2 separate regions of the Mus musculus genome follow, and region 2 is linked to region 1. The links are chromatin contacts, called in public promoter capture Hi-C maps. All regions are on one chromosome and are shown on one strand. Each heading gives the region's core, a stretch centred on a gene start, on an enhancer-like site or on the middle of the called end of the contact. The rest is flanking DNA. Distances are from core to core; before and after follow the strand shown.

Region 1 (7,934 bases), core at 2,938-5,437:
AACAGGCTTCTCTGCTCCCTTGCTCTGACTTGAATCTTACGCTGTTTCAGTAGCTTAAGAAAAGGGTGCTGCCATATCCAGGGATCATCCCATAATTGCATACACTAGCAAGATTTTGCTGAAAGGACCCTGATATAGCTGTCTCTTGTGAGACTATGCCAGGGTCTAGCAAACACAGAAGTGGATGCTCACAGTCAGCTACTGGATGGAGCACAGGGCTCCCAATGGAGGAGCTACAGAAAGTAACCAAGGAGCTAAAGGAATCTGCAACCCTATAGGTGGAACAACAATATGAACTAACCAGTACCCTGGAGCTCTTGACTCTAGCTGCATATGTATCAAAAGATGGCCTACTTGGCCATCACTGGAAAGAGAGGCCCATTGGACTTGCAAACTTTATATGCCCCAGTACAGGGGAACGCCAGGGCCAAAAGTGGGAGTGGGTGGGTAGGGGAGTGGGGGGAGGGTATGGGGGACTTTTGAGATAGCATTGGGAATGTAAATGAGTAAAATACCTAATTAAAAAAAGAAAAGAAAAGAAAAGAAAAGAAGAGAAAAGGGTACTTCTTTATTTAGATTCACAATGGCTTTCAACCCATATGACAGTTCTGACTAATGGGCAGACTGTCTGGCCTGGATACAGAAATATACAGAGATAGTTTAAGGCCCAGTTTGGATGCAGCAGACAAAATGGTGAAAGCAGAGTGGAGTCTACTGTGGCTATGGGGCAATCTCACCTCACCTTGACTGCAATCCCACATTTCTGTTGCATCCAATGGTCTTCAAGCAAAGCACCCTCCTGCTTCCAGTTCTTCCTACCCTCCTTCATAACTTACATCTTTTGGGGAGATTTTGGGGAGGGATTCTGTTAGCCAGGGCCATGCCTTTTTAAAAGCTTCCCTGCTGATTTGCTTTCCTAAGTTCTTACTCTCCCCACCCTTCTAGCAGACTCTTCTTACAGGCCCGAAGCAGACAGATTCCTCTCTCCCGGCTGCCCATGAATCAGACAGGTAGTCTGCAAGCACCAATCCTGTGACATAGAACCTCTCACTTCCCCTAAAATATATAAGGAGGGACCCTAGCTCTGCCATGTGGGCATTACCATCTCTCCAACAAAATGCTAACTCCCAAAAGATAACTGACCTTAGTGTTGCCCTTGAACCCTAAACCCAAACACTTGTAGACTTAGGTGATTGATTCATTAGGAGATTGTGTATATTCTACAATAAACTTTACTTCTCAGTCATGACCATCTGAACTCCTTAAGGAATGGTGATGTTTTCCCCTCCTCCAGCTGGGTGATAATGATTCTGATTGGGTCTCAGAGCCAGGATGATCTCAGAGTTGGGGTCAAAGTTGAAGTAGCACTAGGCTTCTGGAAAGGGAGAGGCAACTGAACAACCAGGATGTTTAGGCTTTAGAAAATGTTCCAGAATGCCCCAAAAGGAAGACACAGAAAATCCCATGTTCTCTTAGATTCTGTGACCTCAGCTCTCTGCATGATGACACTGATAGCAAACAAGTCCAGTGTGGTGAGATACATCAGGCAGACCCTCAGCTGCTGAACAAGGAGCCAGGTCCTGCTCTTGAAGGAAGGTGCAGTGAAGTTGGGTTAGGTGTGCTTAGCTCGGTTCCGTTTCCAGGAGAAAGAGAAAGGAAATGCAGAAAGTGAAAGCCAGAAGCATACTGGAAAGAGAAAGGTTGTAACCCCGTGAGAACAGGCAGGGGTTCGTGCTTAGTTATTCCTTGAGGGTGGCAGAATTAGTTCCATTTCCCCTTGCTGGGGAGAACTGAGCTGCTAACACAGCTTGTGCCTGGAGGAAGTAGATCACCTGTCTTTCACAGGGCTAAAAGGGCAAGCTAACAGCTGCATCTCATCTTACCTTAGGAGGCAATGCAGCCTTTCTGAGTGCTCAGACAGACAGAGGAAGTGTGTTTCCTGCATAAACAGTTCTCAGCTCTAGGTAGAGTGAATAACGTTGTAAGGCAAATGGTAAGTGCTGTGCCCATCCCAAGCTTAAGGTTTACTCTGAACTCCCTCCTGGCTTTGCACCCTCTGATCACTTTCATTTCTGATTATTCATGTTACCTACACTGCTGGCATGACCCAGGACTGTTATAGTATGAGAATGCCCCTCTAAGTTCATGCATTTGAACAGCTGGTCTTTAGCTGGTGACATGGTTTTGGGGGGTACAGAACTGTCAGGAAGTGGAGATTCATCACTTCCTAACACCACTGGGAAATACATCACTGGGGGGGGGGGGTGAGTTTTGAGGGTTTGTAGCCTCACTGACTTCCCATCCTATCTCTCTTTCTGTGTGTGGATAAAATGTGACCTCTCTGCTTCTTGCCCCTGCTCCCATGCTTTCCCCATCAATATAGACTCTAACCTCATGGAACTACAATCCAAAATAAGCCCTGTTTTCCCCTAACTTGCTTTCATCAGTTTATTATAGTCACTGTTAATTTCCATATCATTTGTATAATACAGACATCCTTTGGTAGCCTCAGAGAATTAGTTTCCCTCCACCACATACAGAGATGTGCAAATTCTCAAGTATCAAGCACCTTATATATAATGATGTATTAGTAATATTTTTCTATCACTTAGATGTATATGCTCATATACTTTAATTCATCCAGATTATTAATAATACCTGATACAAGAAAAATGCTATGTGAATGGTTTTATGGGTTTTTAAAGGGGAATAATATCAAGAAAACCTAAGCCATGTTCAACAGATGCAATTCTCATACCCCAAGTGTGGACCTCATAAACATGAAAGGACAGCTGTGGTGACTATGCTCCTGATTCTGCACATATCAACTGGATGCTGTTTTGTGTGAAAGAATAGATTAAAATGAAGCCCAGGGTTTAGAATTGGCATGCTGTTAACTGCAGAGGCAGCTAGGTGGACTCAATTACCTTGGCCTTTCCTCCCACCTCTCCCATCCTTTCAGACATTGTGAAAAAGAGTACAAACAAAAATAACAAGTAATCATAAAACCTGAAAGAGAAGGAAGCCAGAATTCCAAATTAGTAAGAAAAGTAAAAGAAGCCTGCAGTGTTTCAAAGGCCCTGCATTTCTTTTGAATGTTAAAAGGCAACTGAGGTTTGTTGCTAACCTCAGCCAAGTATGGCCTGCTGTAATAAATAGCTGCCCATTCAGAAAGAAGCTTACAGACCACTTTATTCATATATATATATATATATATATATATATAGAGAGAGAGAGAGAGAGAGAGAGAGAGAGAGAGAGAAATTAAAAATATGGCTGTCTGGGAGGAGAACACAGAGTATTCTGTGTAACAGTATTTAAGAATAATAGGCCTGGACCAAGAAAACAAGAAGATTGGCTATAAAGAAAATAAAGAACTCATGGGCATTTGTGGAGTCAGATTAGAATAAAGATATCAAAGTAGAAATTTCAGAAACATACTAGTCCCTAGGTGACTTAACTGGCCTTTTATTTTTAAATGATCTATTTATTTTTATTTTGTATGTGTATTTATTTATTGTTTTGCCTGGATGTGTGTGTGTGTGTGTGTGTATATATATATATATATATATATATACACATATATATATAGTGTGTGTGTGTGTGTGTGTGTGTGTGTGTGTGTGTGCTTGGTGTCCACGGAGGCAGAAGAGAGTGTCAGATTTCCTGGAATGGAGTTATAGATGACTGTGACCTGCCATGTGGATGCTAAGAGGCATATGTGGACATACGTCATTCATTTCACTTTACAGAGTGATTATTTGATGCCTAATTGTTATCTGTTTGCAAAGTTGTCTTATGATTCTATACAGTATTTTGGATGCTAATGATAATCTTACCTGATTATTTAACTTTTAGGTCAATTAAACTTTCCATTAAAATTTGAAGACACTATCCAAGCTATCGCTTTGTAGGATGAAAAGCACACAGAATTCTAAGTGCCTGTGACTCTGTTCTTCCTTTTGCCCTGTGAATTCCTATCCCACAGCGTCGTTGGTGAGCAGGGAAGAAGGGGTTACATAGTAGCGGGGTATCTCTGCTCTCCTTTGATCTTTTTCACAGCCAGCGCTATGCTATGGCAGGGTTTGTGTTCTCGGAAAGGAATATTGACTTCTTAGTCCTTCCTCTCAGTTTAAAATTGAAATTCCTCATTAGGCCACAAGGTGGCAGATTAATAGCAGGGAAAAATTCAAGCACAAAAGCGGTAAAGAAACTTTTTCAACAGAAGAGAAATTGTGAACAAAGAAGGTCTTGTCTCCCCTCCGCTTGTGTGGTCCCTTCCATGATCAAAAGTTCCATTTGCTAAACAAACACATCCCTTTAAAAAATATCATCCCTTTGAAGCCAGGGAGAAGAGACTCCTCTACAGACTTGTTAGTAGTGTTTCTAAGCACACAACTTCCTTGAATCTCATTTGAGGATAGCCTGTGTACACCCACTAGAATGTCAAGCTTTCATCCTGTCAATCAATTGAACAATTGCCACGGAAGACTTCTTCTTCATGACCATATGCACTATCACAGTTGAGCCATGGCCTGTCTTGGTAAACTAACTTTCTTTGGGATTTCTGAGACAACTTCAGCTACTCCACACTGACTCCTGGGTATCTAGCCTCATCCCTCTCTATTCCCCACTGCTGCCACTGTCACTTCTTTGGATATCAGAACTGACCATGACTTCCTACTGAAAAGTCCACACCATTAGCCATGGGATGAAATATAAAGTCCAAAATGTGGCACACAGGGAACTTTCTAACCTGTCTCATAACCTGTACACATACAGACATACACTTACTAATTCAATATCACTGGCATTACTGCTGTGTCAAATATACCTCTTTCCTCATCTCGCTGGGTTTTATTCCATCCTTCCCTCTAGCTGGACTGCTCTTCCTCATCTGTGTCTGGCAAGTATCCAGTCCATGCAATGCCTTGTTCAACATTCTCATGCGAACAGTACCCTGCCTGCCTGACCCTCATGTTCTTGCACGGAATCCATCCTCTTATTGTACACATATCTGTCTTTCACACTAAATGTAAGCTCTTTCATAAAATAGTCAAGGACTGGGGTAAGTGTTGGGAAGAATGCTATTTTCCAAGTAGATGCTTAGAAAACACTATGGAAGGACTGCAGCATCTTATCTGGCAGACAGATAGACACCCATAGGCTCCAAAGACTTAAGTGGAAAAAATGGCATCAGGTGGAGACACCATTGGTGGTATTGATCCCTTCTTCATGAAAGACCTGGAGCCAGGAGGATTGGAATGGCTCCTGGCAACCCTGTACTCCTTGCAACTAGGAATGGTATAGATCCGTTCTCTTCCCAAACATCAATCCCCTTCCCACAAATTACACAATTTTTCCCTGTACCTCTGCTCGCCAAGACACAGTAGATTCCTGTATCTCCAATTTTAGTGAGGTAGGACTCTTTTCCCTTGGGGGTACAGAGCAGCTATCATTGTTAGCACTTGAGCTAATTGTAGAAATATTCTGTGACGTCTGAAGACAAAATTTGAAAAATTATACTGAACGATGCTAATATATCATTTAAAACTGGCGCATTTCTCCTGGGTTCCCTTGGTACTTTCTTTGTTGATTATCAGTGGAGATATATTAATTTCATGCTCACCACTACAATTTAAGATCAGAAATGGAACATCTAACAATCTTTAGATGTAGTAAGTAGACTTAGGATCTGTTTGTGAATTATCTACCTCCTTATCTTTTTCTTTTTGTGCTTCACTTTAACAAAATAAATCTTAAGAATAATGTATTGATTGGAGGTTTCTATTTTCTGGGATAATAAAACATGGCCAAAAGTGTTATGGGGAGTCCATCAAAAATGACCACTCAGAAACAATGTATGGCCTATTGAAAGTCTTCATTTCAGTTAGCAAGGCTATACTCAGTTATTCAGGATCTAAGTGTAGTGCCTAGTGTCCTGCACACAGGGTTTTTGAAGAGAAAACCTATGCCCTGGCATCATGAAGCTAAAATAAGCAGTAGGTAGAAGGAGTAGTTCTGAGCAAGCAAGCAGGTCAGCAGAAGCAGAGATAAGTTTACTGCGTATTTTGATGTTGAATTCCTAGAATAGAGTTGGGTAATTTTTTCATGGGATTCTCCATCCATGAGATCAACATCTAGTTAAGCATGAAATGGCCTCAGCAAGAATACAAGATGAAGGAACCGCTGCATGTGCCTGCTGCCTTACATTCCCCACTCGTTCTGTGGGCCTGAGTCAAGTTGTTTACTTATCATGTACTAGGAAGGCATAGTTGGTCCTAGGGACCAATAATTTAGTTGGTCATGCAATTGAGGATACAGAGTCCTACTAATAGCCTGACTAGGATAAGACTCATGATCCAGCTAATCCTGACAGAGAGGTGGTCTGCCATGGGGACCAGGTAAACAGGGTATCTGATCCGTCTTTCCTTTCTCTCCTTTCTGTGCAGTTTAGCTGACCATGGCAAGGTTTTTCTCTAGTTAACACTGATTGGTTGGCATGGGAACAGCATTGTACATCGGGATTAGTAAACTCTGGTCAGAGGTTGGGAAAGATGGGAGGTATTCTCCCAGACATAATTTCAAAAGGAGCAATCCCCTTCTTACAATAACACTGGACCCTGAGCAGGAGAGAGCAGAGAAGGAGCTTGGCCCAGTCTTCATCAGTTTCCAGAACCAATTTGGTCAGAATCTCCTTAAGAGTTCTATTCATTCTTTCTACCTCCCCTGAGCTCTATGGCCTATATGCACGATGTAATTTCCAATTGATATTTTATAACTGTCAGATTTTGAGAGTTTGGCTATGAAGGTCAAGCCATTTCCAGACCCCAAAGCTAGTAACACTCAAAATGTAGGTATTATTTCCTGAAGAACTTTCTTGGTATCTATTAGGGAAGCCTCCATCTACAAACACCAGCAAATATTTGGGCCTGATTTCAGTAAAGTACAACTCCCGTGTTCTCCAGACCAGTTTTCTCAAGCCTGAATCTCTCCTGGGACCTTCCTCCCTGCTTTGGGATTTTCCTGAACACAAGTGACATGTCTAAAGGTGGTGTCTTTATTCAGGATTTTCTAATTTGGAACATAATACCCGGGTCTAAGGAGTTTAACAGTTTCTGTGGTCACTAAGTGGGTGGCTTGGTAAAGATCCAAAGCCAGTTACCTTCCCAGACTCACGGGAAGGATGGGTCTGTTGTCCAGCAGTAGCCAATATCCCTATTTATACTGTCTTGCCAGTTCTTGTTTCTCTGAGTCAATCTTACCCAGGCTATATTCCAGGTAACTGGTAAGCTGGGCTCTGACAGGGCTACCAAGCCTTGGTGAGGCACCACTGGTTCTCAGGTTACTTCCAGGCAGTCAAATCAGCTGCTTTGTTGCTACTGGCTTCTGGGGAATCCCCTTTTATGAGTCCTCTGCAGTGGACACTGTTTTGGGTAACCAGATATCTCTTAATAGGTCTAAGGCTTCTTCTCAGATTTTCATCTCTTTTCCTGCTAAGATCAGCAACGTGTAAACCCATGGACATCACGAGTTTTGCAGTATCAGTTCGTGTGTATGGTCATAGTCTTGTCCTTCCCTCAGCAGAGTGCTCCAGTCAAAGCTAAAAGCTCAGCTTGTTGATTTGAGGTTTGTCTGCTTAAAGGTCATGCCCAGATAGTTTTATCTTGGGTCACCACTGCAGCCTCTGCATACCAGATCCTGTCTTGGATAAAACTGCTCCTATCTGTGAACAATACCTCATCTGGTGTTACCAATGAATGTCAGTAAGGTCAAACCTGGTGACTGGATCTGGTCACTCACCTTAAGACTGTCATGCAGAGGACCCTTAGAGTTATTCTCTAGCAGGAGACTAGCAGGATTGAGGGCTGTCATCTGTGGAAACAAATGTGTGGTTGAACCAGAGGAGGTCTTGATATTGGGTCTCTGGAAGT
Region 2 (7,934 bases), core at 3,190-5,689, 280 kb after region 1:
CGTGTACACGAAGTTATAAGACAAAAGTCCACTAGAGGGCAACAGAGGGCCAGGAATTGACTGCCGAATTTGTAGGCTGACCAAATTCTCTAGGCTTCAGTTCTCTGAGCCAAGGAGCAGACGCCAGAAGGATGAGACACCGCTGCGGTGGAGAATGGAGAGATCAGTCAGAAGCTGAAAAGAAAGTAGGTGAGGAGTCTGTGAGATGGCTCCATTCGCTGCCAAACCTGCGGACCTGAATTCAATCCCTGAGCAGAAGAGAACGGAATCCTGCACGTTATTTTATACACAACAAACGCACACTAGCTAATTAAACGTTTAAAGAAAATAAATCACCCCGTTTTAAGACCAAGAAACTATGCATGGCAGAAACCAGGAGGCCTGGATGTGGAAGTTCCCAGAGGATCATCCTGGGGAGTCCGAGCACAATGTTGCAGACATCAGGGGCCAGAGAGACTGTGCCAAATCAAGCCCCTCACATCTCAATTCACTAGAAATTCAAGAATCTGGTTGAGAATGGAGGGCACTGAGCTCTTACCATACACTAACCCACTCAGCCTAAGCAAAGAAAGGACTGGACTCTCCTGTGGTGACTTTTCCTGAATTGCGTCCACGGGGAAACCGTTTCAGGCATTCGGCGTTGCCTTGACATCCTGCTCTCGCTGACCAGCTGTGCGACCAAGCGCTCCACATCTCCTCTTCTTTTCCCATGAATTGGGCGTGATATTACAAGCAGAACCTTTTAGAAAAGATTTTTAATTATGAGATTGTGCGATGATGGTGGTGTTAGTGTGAGTACAAGAGCCCTCAAAGGCCAGAAGAGGGCGCTAGATCCCCAGGGGCTGGAGTTAAAAGTGCCTGTGAACTGCCCGATGTTGATGCCGGGAACTACACCCAGTCTTCTGCGAGAGTAACCTCTGAACAGCTTTTTATATGAGGGATTTAATGGAGGTTTGATATCTTACAAGCTTGGTTATTTAAAATAATCCATCAATTCCAGGACTCTGTAGGCAAAGGCAGGTGGATCTCTGAGTTCGAGGCCAGCCTGGTTTCAAAGTGAGTTCCAGGACAAAGACTACACTACATAGGGTAACTCTGTTAAAAAAAAAACAAAAAAACAAAACAAAACAAAAAAACCCTCAGACTAAAATAAAATAAATAAAATGCAAAGTCTTTCTCTTATCAGATTGACATTTAATGACGCACTTGGCCACACTATCTGACTCTGGCCACTCATGTCACCTTGAAACTTCTTGATTCTTAACAAGATTTGGGTTGGAGAGGTAGAGAGGAGATGTTGATATTTGCTTTACTTCAAGTTTTGCACGCAAGCAAGACTTTAATATTTTTATTGCACATTAGATGATTTCCGATCACTAAGGGTTCCTAATACCCACCCTCAGACTGCTGCAAGGATTAAATGTGCTGTGGGGCTTAAGGCAACAACAGACAGAGGCAGTCTGTCAATCACCTCAGCTCAGTAGCTTAAACCAGCAACCACTCACACATCTGGAGCCCGCTAGAGACTGGATCACCCCAGCTAAATTTAGCTTACCTCCTGCCTTTTCATCCTCCTGAGATTAGTCACCTACTCAATCGGGGCAGCAGTGAAGAACAGAAAGCACTTGGAAAGACAGACCCCCACGGGCTCCTGCCCAGAACTGGATCAGCTTCTGCCTCCTGCTGTTATGTGGCAAAGCCCTGATCCAAGGCTGGGAAAATAGAATCTACTATGTGATACATACTGTGTCTTTTTATTATGGGTTTCCAACAACCACAGTGTGAATACCTTTGATCAGGGATTGTCTGTCTGTCTGTCTGTCTGTCTGTCTTGTTCATGTTGTTTACCATTGGCAAAAGAGAGGATGGAGAGGTCACAGGGTCATATGGGGCAGGAGAGGCAAAATCTAAACAGGACTGGCTGGCTCCAGAGCTCATGATCTGAGTTACTATGTTCTATTACTTCTCTTAACAAAAGATGGGTGAGCAATTATAGGCTGTGTAAGACCCTATAATATTATAGGGCCCTAAGTGGGACCTAAGTATCATAATGCATTTTTTCCTGGAGTCAGAGTCTCTGGTGGAAGCATCAATTTGCTGTGTTCATTACTGTATCGGGTGGCAACACAGAAAAGATGTATTAAGAAAAGTGCATTTAAAGACACAGAGGCCAGCCTGGGCAACTTAGCAGGGTCCTGCCTCAAAGTTTTTCAGATATAGTTCAATGATGGAAGTGCTTGCCTGCCATGGATGGTGTTCTGGATTCTACCTCTGGATTCCTCAGTAGAGGAAAAGAGGAAGAGAGGAAGGGGAAGAGGAGGAGAGAAAGAGAAGAGGGAGAAGACAGGAAAGGAAAAGGAAGAAGAGGAGAGGAGGAGAGGAGAGGAAAGGAAGAAGAGGAGAGAAGAGGAGGGGAAAGGAAGAGGAAGAAGGGAGGAAAATAAGAGGGAGAGGAGAGGCGGAGGGACAAGGAGGTGGGGAAGGAAACAGAAGAAAAACATGGCCTGCCTAGCGAGTGAAACAGCAGAGCCAACTACCTAGAAAATGAGAGGAATATTTTCAAACTATTTCTCTGACAATGAGCTAATAATTGGGACATAAAAGGAAATCAAGCAATTCAGTGGTAATAAACTCCAAGTAAAACATTGTCAGCAGATCTACATAGGCATTTCTGAAGGAAGACATGCAAATGGCCAAGACGAACATGAAAAGGGTCAGGCTAACAGTCACCCAAGAAACATATGTCAAAACCACAGTAAGGTGTTGCAAGAATTGCCATGACATGTAAACGACAGCAAAGGCTACTTACGAGGAGGAGGAAGGGGAACTTCTGCACACTGCTTGTGGAAATATAAATAAACAGCAGCTCTGGAAAACAATACGGAGATACCTGGAAATAAAAATAAAAAAATAAAAATTAGACGATCCAGCAATCTCACACTTACTGAGGACATTAAATCAGGATATGAAAGAGGAATCTGCATGTCCATGTTTATTGTAGAATCACAGGACCCAAGAAATGGAAGCAACCTAAATGCCTATCATCTGATAAGTGGATGAAGAAAATATGGTCCATAGGCATAATGAAATGCTATTTGACCTCACAAAACAAATGAAACCCCATCATTTATGATAAGGTGTACCTACCTGGAGGTCATTGCATTTAGTCAAATAAGCCAGACACCATGAAATGAGCTCACAGTACTGTGTAGTCCACAGCGTAGACTCAAGGAAGCCGAGAGCAGCATGGTGCACCCCAGAGGCTGTAAGAGCAGGAGAAGGGACAGATGGGGACAGAGATGGTGATGAGGTGTCTATCGGTGGGACTGAGTCACAGTACAGAGGGAGAGATAAGTCCTTCTGCGCTGTTGCTAAGGAGGATTGATGACAGGTGAAGACCACATGTCACATATGTTTTTAAAGTTAGTAGAATTTGCAATGTTTTAGCATAAGTAAATAATAATCGAGGGAGGATATAAGTATGTTGACCCTAATTTACACATTATATAATATATAAAATATTATTATATGTATATATTATATATTATGTGTTATATATAATATTACATTATACATAATATATAATATTATATATTGTATTTAAAGGGTAACTAAAGTTTTCAATGTGTTAGTTAACTTGATTGTGGCAATTATTTTGTAAGGCTTACATGTATCAAATCAGTATGTTGTTGTATATATTAAATATGTACAATTTTTGGTCAGTTGTTCTTCACTAGAGCTGGAAAATATTTTTTTAAAGACGCTATTCATGAGAAAGACTAAGTCAGGCCTAGTGGCACAACCTATAATCCTCACTATTCAAGAGACTGAGGCAGGAGGATCATAAGTACAACTTTGCCTGGTGAGCACAGTGAAACTCTGCCTCAGAATAAAATATACTTCTTCAAAGATTTATTTTATGCACATGAGTACTCTATCTGCATGTATGCCCACATACCAGAATAGGGCACCAAATCCCATTATAGACGGTTGTGACTGAGAACTGAACTCAGGACCTCTGGAAGAAAAGACAGTGCTCTTAACCACTGAGCCATCTCTCCAGCCCCCCAAAAGAGCTAGAGGATGCAGCTTAGTGGCGGAGCCCTTGCTTAGCATGCATGAGGCCTTCGAGTTCACTGGATTCGCAGAGACACAGACAATGAAAAGGGAGAAAGATGAAAGGAAAGATGAGAAAGAAAAGCAGAGAAGACAAGCCACAAGGTATGGGAGATGACCAGACTGAAAAAGCTCACAAAGGATGTGGCCCGTCCTCTGCCTCCCAACAGTACCGCACATCAGCCTGACTTAGGAGCACTGCACTTAGCTGTAGTGTTCAGACCATTTCCACAACCACCTCTGAATATGCATGTCAGCGTCTCACCACTCTATCAGCAAGTTTTGTTACTGTCAGACCTAAGTCAGCCGACTCACAAGGGTGTTCCTTGGTGAGGCTGAGAACAGGGGTTGCAAACCAGCAGACTGTGGGCTGGAACCAGCCTGCAGACATATTATATTTTGCCTGCACTGACAAAAAAAAAAAATGCTTTAAAAGCTGCCAGCATTTAAAAATAGAGAGTGCTCTATTAAAACTCCAACTGTTCTTTGACACTGGAAGGGCTCTCTTTGCTCAGAATTCAGTATTCAGTGAAAGTTTGTTGGATGTCACATGTAAAATCTGCACTTGGTGTCTTCTCAAAGGGTGGGACTGATAGCTGGCCTTTTATGTAAGGTCACAAGACCCCATTTTTCTTACTCTTCTGTCAACTTTAGAACATTAATTCTCTAAGGAGGCAGTAATGCAAGCCTTCAATTTTATTGGCTAAAGTCACTCATAATTCCTTTTTATTGTTGTGATGTTTTCAGAGTCTATGGTTCTTTTCATTAATGTCATAGTCATTTACCTTTCTCCTTTATGTGGGTAATGTTGCTGGAAACCTATCTTATTGTTCCTCTCTGTGCACCAAGTTTCTGTTATTTCCTTGCTATTGTTACTTCCTGTGTTGATTGTTTGCTTTTATTATTTCTAGGTTGCGTTCTTTGTATGTGGTATGGTGGATTTACTTCTAAAGTTTTGAGGTCTGAATCTTTAGTTCCCAGATATTTTCTGATGTAACAATGACCTCATTAGTTCCCGAGTACTCTCTTAGCTGCACCTCACAGGTTTTGAAATATAGAGATTTACCAATCAATTTTAAACCATTTTAAGTTTAATATCATGATTTTTTTTTTTTTTTACTTTGGTTCAGAAGTTTTGGTGGATTTGGTAAGTTAGCATTCATTGTCCATTCCAAATCTCTCTGTATGCTAAGAAAGTATTTCGGAGTCTGGAATGTTGAAAGCCTCATCTGCCAGACTCCTTTGCAGCTACAGTTCTGTGACTAAGGTTCTTCTACTAGATATATTTTTACATTGTTTTAAAGGTAGAAAGTTAACACCACCTTTCTGCTGAAGCAAGGTCATAGTATGTATGTTTATTTCTACTTCTGCAGTGTTCACATTTATATTCCCTCGCCCCCTTCCCCCTCCCTCCCCCTTCCCCTCCCCCTTTCCCTTTCTCTCTTCCTCTTTCCCACATGGGAGCCCAAAGTTGACATTGGGTATCTTCCTTGATCACTCTCTACTGACTTCATTTATTGAAGCAGGATCTCTCAGGTGAACCTAGAGCTTACTAATCTACCAGTCTATCTAGATAGCTTGCCCCCAGGGATACCATGTCTCTGGCTCCCCAAAGATGGGATTACAGGCAGCTACTATGCCTACCTAGATTTTATGGCTATTACATGGGTCCTAGAGATCCAAATTCTGGTCCTTCCATTTGTGCTGCAAGCACTTTGGCCACTGAGCCATCTTCCTAGCCCCGTTCGCAGTAATTTTTGTCTGTATGATCAAAAACCTAAAGTGACATATTAAAAAGTTGTACTATTTGGTTTGGAGAGATAGCTCAGCAATTAAGAGTGCTTACTTCTCTTGCAAGGCCCCAGGTTTGGTTACCAACACCCACATGGAGGCTCATAACTGTTCCTCTGGTTCTAGGGTATCTGACACCCTCTCTGACCTCTGAGGATACCAAGCGTGAACATGGTGCACATACATACATGCAGACAAACACTCACAAATAAAACAAATAAAAAAAAAACCAACCTTCTTTTAAGATGTGTCCTGTCATGATAGATTTATCACAAGCGATTTGACATTTTGTTTTAAATATTATAATGTTGTGTTGTTAGGTGCAGAGTGGGGGCAGCTCTGCAATCTTCACAGGTACCCAGTGATGAGCTGTGGGGGAACAAAAGGGCAGCTTAGGATGACACAACCCAGTAGCCAGTGTGGTCCAGCTTCGGGAGTCTGACCCCATGTGGTGTTTTTAGGTGTGTATTTAAGCAAAGCAGAGTCTGGTGAAAATTACTCTTGTGAGGATTATCTCAATCCCACCTGTACAACAAAGCATACCCAAATCTCTTTGAGGAACAAAATAAACTAAGTACAAATCAGACTTGACTACATTGAAACCCTTTGTGAAGTGCATAAGCTAACTTAGTGTCACACACTGATAACTGAGATTATTTTGGTACTACTTTCTATAGCTGCCATAACTATAGGCCTGTTTGTATCCTTTTTAAATGTATTTAAAATATATGTGTGCCTATATTTGTATTAGCAAATGCCTTGTACACACATGCACATGCACACACACACACACACACACACACACACACACACACACAGAGGCCAGAAGAGGCTATCAGATTCCTGGGAGGTAGAGTTTACGCATGCTGGGAAGCACACTCCAGTCCTGTGCAAGAACAGCAGGTGCTCATAGCCACAGAGCAGCATCTCCTTAGCCCGGCACCATTAGTTTAAAGAGTACCAAGATGTGTGTATATATAATGACACACATTATCAGTGTACTCATGTTTCTTCTCTCTTGGGGACTTCTTTTTCTTGCAATTCAACTTTGATTTTTTTTTTCTGGTGATGATCCTTTGTAAATTCAAATTTGATTCTTCTGAAAAGAACTTGCTTCCTTACACTGGAGAAATATTCTGTGGCTGTAGTTTTCATTTTGTCACTGTTTTCTGGCTTTCGCTTGGCTGTAAGAATCAGTCTGCTCTGACTGCTACTCCTCGCTAGCGTGCCTGTTTTAAAGGGGTCCTTTTTTGTCCGGGTGCCTGCGCTTTGCTTACAAAGTGTCCTGGTGAGTTTCTTGTAACATAAACGTGGGCTTCCTGAATCCTGGGATGGGCTGCTTTTGACAGTTCAAGACCATTCTTGGCCCTCATCTCTTCACGAGGTCCTCATTGAGGTTGTCTTCTCCTGGAGCTGTCAGAGTCGTCTCTCAACCCTCCAAATCTCACTTCTCTCTCACCTTTGGGCCTGCATCCTTGTGATCTGCATAATGGACGACTTCTTTCATTTACTTTCTAGCTCCCCGACTTTCCTTTAGCATCTTCTAGAATGGGTTGCTCCGTCGTCGGAACGGTTATTTTCAGTTATGACTTTTGTGCTACTGGGGATTCTAAATCTTTATAAAATTTGCTTGGTGGTTCCCTGGAGTCTCTTTTCCATTCACACTTTAGAATTTTTGTAATTGTCTGAGCACATTAATATGGCAGTTTTAAGATTTGCATTTGATGATCTAAAGTCTTTAAGTCTACTCCTGCTTTTTTCTTATTTCTCTTCCTGATATTTTTGTTATGTGCTTGTTATTAAAACAGGAACACTAGCTAGCCTAACCTGGCCTGGAACTCACTATGTAAACCAGGCTGCCTGGAAGTGAATGCAATCTTCCTCTTCCTCTTCCTCCCTACACTTTTGTTTTTTTGTTTTGTTTTGTTGTTGTTGTTGTTGATGTTTTGTTTTTCAAGATAGGGTTTCTCTGTGTAGCTTGGCCTGTCCTGGAACTCAGGCTGGACTCACACAGGTCCTCCTGCCTC

The links. Promoter capture Hi-C pulls out the DNA fragments that hold promoters and counts their contacts.
Region 2: a contact with region 1 is called in a promoter capture Hi-C map of hippocampal neurons, with 7 times the contacts expected there. The contact joins two enhancer-like sites. A contact is called at or near these places in 1 of 39 promoter capture datasets (hippocampal neurons), 3 of 15 datasets of contacts at CTCF or cohesin (the NIH/3T3 cell line, embryonic stem cells and large pre-B cells), 17 of 484 Hi-C or Micro-C datasets (3T3-L1-derived adipocytes, CD4 T cells, CD8 T cells and 9 more) and 8 of 115 datasets of contacts at active chromatin or transcription factors (embryonic basal ganglia, embryonic limb bud, fibro-adipogenic progenitors and 5 more).

Annotation. Positions count from the first base shown.
Region 1 is chr12:32,633,469-32,641,402 of GRCm38.p6, forward strand. No RefSeq gene overlaps it. Among named protein-coding and RNA genes, the nearest start is that of Gm33380, 56 kb to the left of the region's middle. Within about 2 kb of position 4,188, at least 17 of the 459 cell types and tissues checked have an H3K27ac peak or open chromatin away from gene starts, as enhancers often do. A contact at or near this core is called in hippocampal neurons, where this site is marked.
Region 2 is chr12:32,910,207-32,918,140 of GRCm38.p6, forward strand. No RefSeq gene overlaps it. Among named protein-coding and RNA genes, the nearest start is that of Gm33484, 5.0 kb to the left of the region's middle. Within about 2 kb of position 4,440, at least 4 of the 459 cell types and tissues checked have an H3K27ac peak or open chromatin away from gene starts, as enhancers often do. A contact at or near this core is called in hippocampal neurons, where this site is marked.